Regions from separate parts of the Mus musculus genome. Here regions 1 and 3 are each linked to region 2. A link is a contact called in public promoter capture Hi-C data. All regions are on one chromosome and are shown on one strand. Each heading gives the region's core, a stretch centred on a gene start, on an enhancer-like site or on the middle of the called end of the contact. The rest is flanking DNA. Distances are from core to core; before and after follow the strand shown.

The links. Capture Hi-C pulls out chosen DNA fragments and counts their contacts.
Region 1: a contact with region 2 is called in a promoter capture Hi-C map of adipose tissue. The contact joins two enhancer-like sites. A contact is called at or near these places in 1 of 15 datasets of contacts at CTCF or cohesin (the NIH/3T3 cell line), 1 of 484 Hi-C or Micro-C datasets (bone marrow-derived macrophages), 3 of 115 datasets of contacts at active chromatin or transcription factors (cardiomyocytes, embryonic midbrain and pancreatic cancer cells) and 3 of 9 other capture datasets (adipose tissue, liver and pancreatic islet).
Region 3: a contact with region 2 is called in a promoter capture Hi-C map of liver. The contact joins two enhancer-like sites. A contact is called at or near these places in 2 of 15 datasets of contacts at CTCF or cohesin (the G1E-ER4 cell line and large pre-B cells), 8 of 484 Hi-C or Micro-C datasets (bone marrow-derived macrophages, embryonic fibroblasts, embryonic limb bud and 3 more), 5 of 115 datasets of contacts at active chromatin or transcription factors (epiblast stem cells, fetal liver, microglia and 2 more) and 3 of 9 other capture datasets (adipose tissue, liver and pancreatic islet).

Annotation. Positions count from the first base shown.
Region 1 is chr6:72,187,890-72,190,617 of GRCm38.p6, forward strand. No RefSeq gene overlaps it. Among named protein-coding and RNA genes, the nearest start is that of Gm38832, 27 kb to the left of the region's middle. Within about 2 kb of position 1,277, at least 87 of the 459 cell types and tissues checked have an H3K27ac peak or open chromatin away from gene starts, as enhancers often do. A contact at or near this core is called in adipose tissue, where this site is marked.
Region 2 is chr6:71,949,360-71,952,084 of GRCm38.p6, forward strand. Polr1a (polymerase (RNA) I polypeptide A) reads left to right here. Exons shown (of 34, transcript NM_009088.3): 16 at 1-164; 17 at 1,221-1,303; 18 at 1,404-1,562. Among named protein-coding and RNA genes, the nearest start is that of Gm26628, 13 kb to the right of the region's middle. Within about 2 kb of position 1,457, at least 43 of the 459 cell types and tissues checked have an H3K27ac peak or open chromatin away from gene starts, as enhancers often do. A contact at or near this core is called in adipose tissue and liver, where this site is marked.
Region 3 is chr6:72,141,493-72,144,341 of GRCm38.p6, forward strand. St3gal5 (ST3 beta-galactoside alpha-2,3-sialyltransferase 5) reads left to right here. Exons shown (of 7, transcript NM_001035228.2): 4 at 648-991. Among named protein-coding and RNA genes, the nearest start is that of Gm38832, 19 kb to the right of the region's middle. Within about 2 kb of position 1,284, at least 11 of the 459 cell types and tissues checked have an H3K27ac peak or open chromatin away from gene starts, as enhancers often do. A contact at or near this core is called in liver, where this site is marked.

The DNA of each region.
Region 1 (2,728 bases), core at 27-2,526, 240 kb after region 2:
TGCTCAGTTGATGCCCCCCCCCCAGTTGGATGGTGTTGGGTGAGTCTTGGGGGTCCTGTTTTTCTATATTGCTGTTAACAGATTCTCTTGCTAGGCTGCTGTGAGGATTGATTAACTGATACTGGCTCTGAAGGGTCAGCTCCATATAATAATCACGCTGCCTTTTAGTGAGCACTTGATACAACCAGACTCCAGCTAGTTCCCTACCTAGTTCATCTGAAACCTTCACAGGAGACTCCCAAGTAGCTTACCATTAAAAAAAAAAAAACAAAAAAACAAAAAAAAAAACAAAAAACAAAACAAAAAAAAAAAAACAAAAAAAAAAAAACAAAAAAAAAAACATCTATTTATTCTTTGACAGTTTCACACACATATACAGTGTACCTTGATCATGCCCCTGCCCGATCCCTGCCTCCCATGTTCATGTCCTCTTAATTTTTCTGTTATCATCGTCATCGGCGGCGGCGTCATCATCATCATCATCGAACCCACCGAGTTCAAATAGAGCTGCTTGATGGGAAACTGACAGACCTACGGCTTGGTCTTGTGCTGGTAACCCCAACAGAAATGAAGTGAGTTCCCGGAATTCAGCAGTTCCCAGCTCCCCTCCCCATCCACAGACTCTCACAGTCTCCCTTCCTCTGCTAAGGTTCTCTGAGCCTTGGGGGAGGAGGTTGGTTTGCTGATCCTATTTAGGCCTGAGTTCTCCGTAATCACTTAGCATCAGCACTTTGACTAATTCTAAGTCTCTGTATTAATTGTTACTCGGGCCAGAAGCGTCTCTGACCAATGTGGTTCTAATCTATGGATACAAATATAAATGCCTTAACATTTTGTCCCAGTGTTACAGATGGGCAGGTAGAGGCCCTTGCCCACAGTCACAGAGAGAGGGGCAGGGTGGTGAGTGGTTTATTTCCTTCCCAGGTTCCAAGGACCCATTGGGAACCATCCTGGGCCATGCAGGTCTCTGGCTGATGGTCCTGAAGGTTTGGAACAGGATGTGTGGGGATCAGAGCTCATCAGCTCTGCTGGACCCTCCCCTCACCCACATCCAGAGTCCTGGTTCTCTTGTTAAAAGCTGGGGTGGGGGAAGGAGCCCTTACACACAGCGCAAATGTGTCCCTCGCTGCCTGGATTCTCCTGGAACCCGGGCTGCGCGCACAGACAGAAGTTGTGTACACAGGATTTTAGTATTTCCTCTCCGGCTCCAGCCCCAATTTGAGGGCCTGTAAAAGCTTGAACGGCGTCCAGTGCGGCGTGGTTTGCCTAAGCCAGGCTCCCGGCGCTGAGTCAAAGCCCACACAGGGACCAGGGCGCCTGGGGTGGGGTGGGGGGACCAAGCAAGGAGGGGCGGATGGCGGGAGGGAAGCTGCTGGGGGGATGGAAGCACGGAGAAAGGCGCCAGCTGTGGGGGTAAGGGGACGCGGGGCGGGGAGGGGACTCCAGAGCGCCCACACGCAAACGGCCCAGTCTGCCAGGAGCTGGCTGATCTAGCTCTAAGCAAACCTCAGGGGCTGGGGCGCACTCCTGGGGAGAGGCTGAGGCGTAATTCCGTGACCCCTTTCCTCCCCCAGAGCCAGGGAAGCTTTCCCGTGTTGGTTGGGACAGTATTGGAGGTTAGGGAGAGAAGGCTCCTTGTGGCCGGGAGGTAGGTACTGAAGACTCTTCAGGCCACTGACTTTTAAGCATCTCAACTCTCAGCGTGAAAACGCCTTGTCCTTGAGCTGTGTGAACCTTCACAGCTCCCTCACTCAGCGTTCTCTCCTCTGTAAAGCCCGAGGGTGTGTCTACTCCCATCTCTGCAGCTCTAGTTCCAGCATATGGATGTGTGAGGCAGGAGAGAGACACAGGAAAAAAAAAAAAAAAAGGACGGGTCTTCCTCACCCTGGGACCCAGTGTGCAATGCCTGCTGGCTGTGCCCAGAAACTGCAATCCTGTTGATCAAGCCGAAACTGTCAATTGAGGTTGGGCTTGTCTTCTTGAATCCATAGCAAACATGGGTGTTTAAAACACACATGGTGCACACTTTGGGTCGAGGGCTGTGGCCTTAAAGTTACCAGGATCAGCGTCTTCTCCTCTCTAAATCTAAACACGCCTCATAAAACCTTACCTTGCAAATTCATTCGTAATCTCTTAAGACACGTAAGTAAACTGTTCACTTTCTAAACTTAATTTTTTTTAATGGGTGGTGGTGGAGAATGTCAGCAGGGTGGAACAGTCTGAAGCTTCTGTACCCCAAGCTAGCTAGGCACTCTCTGTGTGATTGAGGGTGACCTTGAACTCCTGATCCTCCGTCTCCACCTCCCGAGTGTCGAGATTGGGGGGGGGGGGGGGAAGCATGTGTCACCACACCCAACTTAAACTTCACTTAAGTTTTAAACTTTGCTTAATCTTTAAGGCTTGTGGTAATTGCATCCTTTGAATGGCATAATTTAGAAAAACCGCAGGATCCTGCAAAGTGCCACTGTGCTGGTGCAGTAGTGTGACTTCCTCTAGAAAACCTGCCCTCAACGTCGGAGCTGTGGACACTCTTTTCCTAGTGGCCATTCATATTCTCCCCCCTCCCCCTGCCCCCCCCACTCTCCATCTCCTTCTCCCCTCCCCCTCTCCTCCTTCCTGCCTCCCCCTCCCTCATCAGTGCTTAATGTTTTACCTCTTAACTCTGCTTAATAAACTCACTAACTCTGATTCACTCTGACTTGTGTTGAAGTACTTTTCTGGGGTGCAG
Region 2 (2,725 bases), core at 207-2,706:
GCTGCTCTGCGGAGTGCTGGACAAGGCACACTATGGGAGCTCTGCCTACGGCCTGGTCCACTGCTGCTATGAGATCTATGGGGGTGAGACCAGCGGCAGGGTTCTCACCTGCCTAGCCCGCCTCTTCACTGCCTACCTCCAGCTCTATAGAGGTTTCACCTTGGGTAAGTACCCTGCTTGTGGCCCTGGCTCTGTTCACCTTACAGGATGGCACCTAGGCAGTTTTCTTGGTCGATGTTTAGGCTCTTGCCATCAGTGCTATCCACTGACTTTGCACAGCCAGTGCTCCTTTCCCTCCAGCAGTGCAAAGCAACCCTCCCATCCCCGTTCTGTCCCTTCAACCCACTCGTTATGATAGCATAAACTCCTGCACCCAACTCACAAGTGAAAGCCAGACCTAACCAACAGCCGTGCTTGAAGCTCTTCTAGCCCAGGGCACAGACAGGAATGGTTCAGTGCACTGGTGACCTATGTGCCAAGGGTTGACAGAGCAAGCAAGGCCATGCTAGGAGGGAGGAGAGTTTGGGGGAGGGCTGCCTAATTGGCAGAGATCATCATTACAGGGATGGCCTGGATGCGACCTCATGCAGGGTCTGCTTTTATGCTTTTGGCTTCCACGGAAAGGAATCATCTCCTCCTCTTCCTGCTTGCATAGAGTCTTCAGAAGCCTCAGATTTCCAGCTACTGTAATGGGACTTCCAGATGTTTGCTCTTGCTCTTAAACAGTCAGTTGTTGCCTTCCCACTCAGATCTCTTAAGTCTGGCATTCTTGTGTAGAAACAAAACATTGTTGGGTTGAAAAGAAATTACTGTACTTGACGTGGATGCGTGCTTGCATGCATGCATACAGCTGTAGATCGGGTTCCTGGGATACTCACTGTCAGCCTCTCTTCTACTGCTGAACAGCCAAAATCTCTAGCCATTTCATCCCACATATATTTATTGGATGTAGCCAGCAGAGCTTCTGGCTAAAAAGCAGAAGTTTGAAACTTAAGCCTCGGCTTTCTTCTGTGTATCTCAGTTTTGAGCCCTAATTGTATCACTTACGAAAGAGAAGTTGTAGTGTTTAGGCCTCCATGAGCATTCATTAGTGTTAATATAGCTGTTCCAGAGTTTCTCTTACCTGTAGCTCTCAACTTTGGGTCAAAGCATCACCAAGTTTACTAGCCAGTGCAACATTAGGCCTGGGCCCTGTTGATCTTCTCTGTTTGACTTTGCAGGTGTAGAAGACATTTTGGTTAAGCCAAATGCAGATGTGGTGAGACAGCGTATCATTGAAGAATCTACCCAGTGTGGACCCCAGGTAAAGAGGAGGACTGGGAGGCTGTGGTCTGCTGTCCACCTTACAGAATAAAACCACGCCCTCCTTTGGCTAGAGCTTCCTGTTCCTTTCTTCGTTCTAGGCTGTCAAGGCTGCATTGAGCCTGCCAGAAACTGCATCATGTGATGAAATCCAAGGGAAATGGCAGGATGCCCATCTGAGCAAAGACCAGAGGGATTTTAACATGATTGATATGAAGTTCAAGGAGGAAGTGAACCATTACAGCAATGAGATTAACAAGGTTAGCCTGGCCATACAGTGCACAAATCCCCATCTTTTTGAATGCTGATTTCTGTTGGTTTGCTTTTAATTACATTTGATTCTCACCCTGAGCCTTTTAGATCAGCCCAACTAGGTGAAGTTTGAAGTTGGGTAGGTAGAATCCGTCTTTGTGAAGAGCTCACACAGAGTCTGGGAAGGCCTTGGTTTCATGCAAAAGAGGAACGCTTTGAGCAGCATTTCTAAATGTGTTTCCTTTGAAGTTGCTGCATTAAAGGGGCTGAAGAAAGAAGCCTGCCTGTAGAACCACTCCACTGTAGGTAGATGTACAGAATGAAAGGCAGAAGTCTCTGATGCTTGTGCAGCAGCACCAAGGGAATGCCTGGCCTCCTGTTGTACTTGGTCCTTGCTGTGTGACCTTAAGGAAGTCGTGTGCCTGGGCACTGAGTTGTTCTCACCGAGAAGCAGGCGTGTGAGGATGCTGAGCCCCTCCTCTGGCAGTCCTGGAGGAGATGGGACTCTGCATGGGTCAAGGTCACATGTGCTCTCCCTGTGCTCCAGAGCCTGGACTCCCCGTCTTGTGGTTTGGAGGAGCCACCAGCCAGGAGTCTGTCCTGAGCAAAGCAAGAACGAGGCTACTACTCAGCATCAGTCTGTCTGTGGATCCTCTCCCTGATGTTCAGTTGGTGGCCTAGAGAACAGCTCTCCTCAGTAGAAAGTTGTATTCAAGCCGGGCGTGGTGGTGCACGCCTTTAATCCCAGCACTCAGGAGGCAGAGGCAGGCGGATTTCTGAGTTCGAGGCCAGCCTGGTCTGCAGAGTGAGTTCCAGGACAGCCAGGGCTATACAGAGAAACCCTGTCTCGAAACCCCCCCCCCAAAAAGAAAGTTTTATTCAGAGGAGCCTTAGCACTGCCTGGGAAAGCAGGAGCCTTGCCCTCCAGAGCTGACAGCACATCTTAGAATAGATTCTTGTCCCGTGGCTCACTTCCTGCCCAGGCTCTGCCGCTCCTGTGCAGAGTTGGGTGTCTAGATCTCCAGACAAAGGCTGAAACAGATTCAGAACCCATGTCATTGTCCCCCAGGATCTCCCTGTGGGCTTCCTCACTTCTGCTGGCTTTTTGCTGAGGCAAGGCTCCCAACCCAGTGCTTGGTGTTGTGCTGGTGAGTGTGGACATTGGTAAAAT
Region 3 (2,849 bases), core at 34-2,533, 190 kb after region 2:
TACCATCTTAGCCAGTCCTGAGGGCCAAATCAGAGCATTGCAACATGCCAAGCAAACATACCACTGGGTGCATGCGTGTGTGTGTGTGTGTGTGTGTGTGTGTGTGTGTATGTGTGTGTGTGCACTATAACACAGTACGGAGGTCAGAGGACCACTTTGGGGAGTAAGCTTACTCCTTCTATTCTGTGAGTTCCCAGAGATTAATTAAACTCAGGTCAGCAGCAAGCATCTTTACCTACTGAGCCATCTTTCTGGCCCTCCAGAATCTTTCAAAAATACTGTTTTTGTTACTGTCAGACACATTCCTTATCTCTGCATCTCCTCAGTCCCTGGTCCCACTATTCTTCCTTGTGTTTTCTATAGATCTGACCACTATGCATACTGCAGGTAAGTACAGTCAGCCAACTTAGGGCCCATCTTCTGGTGACAGTTTGCCTCAGTGGCATAATGAAAGTAATGGCCTTGTAGAGTTTCTGTTCTTGTCATAAGATATGGCCTTCTGGTTCCTGCCCATTCCTGAGAAAACACTAACCCTAAAAGGTAAATGATGTATATCATCAGATGGTAATCACAGGACTAAATGTCTAGACAGTGTCATTTCTAATGTTGGAGAGGTTTTAAAGCCTATGTTGGTCATCCCCTTCCAGAGAGCTCAGAGCTATGCTCAGGAAGTCTTGCAGAAGGAATGTCGGCCCAGGTACGCGAAGACGGCTATGGCTCTGTTATTTGAGGACAGGTACAGCATCAACTTGGAGCCTTTTGTGCAGAAGGTCCCCACGGCCAGTGAAGCTGAGCTCAAGTATGACCCGCCTTTTGGATTCCGGAAGTTCTCCAGTAAAGTCCAGAGCCTCTTGGATATGCTGCCCGAACATGACTTTCCTGAACACTTGAGAGCCAAGGCCTGCAAGCGCTGTGTGGTTGTTGGGAACGGGGGCATCCTGCACGGACTAGAGCTGGGTCACGCCCTCAACCAGTTCGATGTGGTAATAAGGTATCTGCGCTCCAAACCAGCCTTGCTTCTCTAGAATCTTCCAGGGACAGAGAGGAACAGTGGGAGCTCTTCAGCACCCCTGCTTCAACTCTTGGGGGTGTTGAAACAAAATCACAAATGGCCAAGTGTCCAAACTGCATTGCTTACCCTAGATCCAAGGCCTATGTGTGGGCTGCCGTCACTGGCCAGGCCTCGCAGAGGAAGGAGGTTTGGAAAGGTGGAGGTGGGGGCTTGGTAACCAGTACTGTAAGACAGAGCCTGTAGGCTGATGCAAGGCAGGAGGGCAACACCTGGCTTTGGGGACAAAGTTTAGGGACAGTGAGCCCTGGGAGGACAGCCAGCCTCCAGGGCAGTTAGAACTCAGCACAGGCAGGAAACAGCCATCCTAGAGTTCAGTGATGTTCCTGACTCTTCAAGGGGGGGCGAGTGCTTGCTTGCATACTTGTTTGGTTTGGGGGCTTCTTGTTGTTGGGGGCGTTGTTTTGTTTGTTTGGTTGGTTTCTGTTTTTTAGGACAGGATCTCTCTGCCTAGGGTTAAAGGCATGTGCCACCACACAGTGCCTAAAAGTTATTTTTCCTATTTAATTATTTAGATTAGGGATATAGCCAAATGGTAGAATGCTTGCTTATAATACACAGGGGCCTGGATTTAGTGATAGTGCAGGAAAGAAAAAGGTTATCCAATTATAAATGTAAAACATACCCATTATTAGGAAGAAAATGAGGGCTACTCGGAACAGGAATCAGCAGCCACTGCCGACTGCTGTGCAGCCCCCCTCACTCCTGCTCTGGATGTGAGGTTGCGTCTGTGTTTCTGTCTCTCTCTAAAGATTGACTTTGTTTTTGGTTTGTGTAACCTGTGTATGTGTGCACATGCGAGGGAGTGCCCGTGGAGGCCAGAAGAGGCCGTCAGAATCTCCCAAGTGAAGTTACAGGCTGCTGTTAGCCACCCAACATGGCTGCTAGAAACCAAACTCTGGAAGAGCAGCAGGCGCCCTTCACCACGGGGCACCTCTCCAGCCCTCCACTGTGTTTTTACAAGATAGTTTAAACTTACACTTATGATTAGTTTCTGAGGTCTTAGTATCTTAGCGCTCCTTTAGAAGAAGATAATTTTTTGGTGGCTCTTTTGCCAGACATTAGAATATTTATGTCTCTTTACTTTTTATTGTGAAACTACTTTGCATATTTTTATGCACATGTCGTTTTATCCAGCTATGATTGGTTCCTTAGACAAGTTATTTAAAATAGAATTGGTCTCTTCAAGACCTGGGGCCTATTTTTCCGACCCTGGGTTACACTGCAGTAAATTAGCCACAAGATCTGGGTCCTCATTCAGTCTGTCCTGCAGAGACCCATGGGCAGGCGGGAGAGAGGGGAATGAAGACAGAGCCTACAGACGAAGGTGTGACATGCATGGCTGGGGGTGACACACAAAGAGTGGAAATAGTGACAAGACTGAATTTGGGGGACATACTGAAAAGTAATTGACAGCCCCTTTTAATAGCTTGAAAACTAATCTCAAGTGATAGATTTCTACTCCAGGGATCTCTGACCTTAGCAGAACCACTAACCAGAACCACTAACAGAACCCCGGAAGTGGGGAAAAACTGGTTAGCAAGGGACATGACAAAACCCATCCCAGCCATTTTGACTCCCAAAATGAGGATGTTCACATGGACCTTTGTGATTTGGGCCAGCCACTCCACAGTGCCTCAGTTTCCTCATCTGTAGTCCAGAAGCAGTAAGGTTTGTCCACTGTGGAGACCAGACGCACGGACGGTAAAGCACTAAGAGCAGTGAGTGACAGGATGGTGCTCTGTAAATGCCACAGCTACTTTGGGGGAGAGCATAGGAT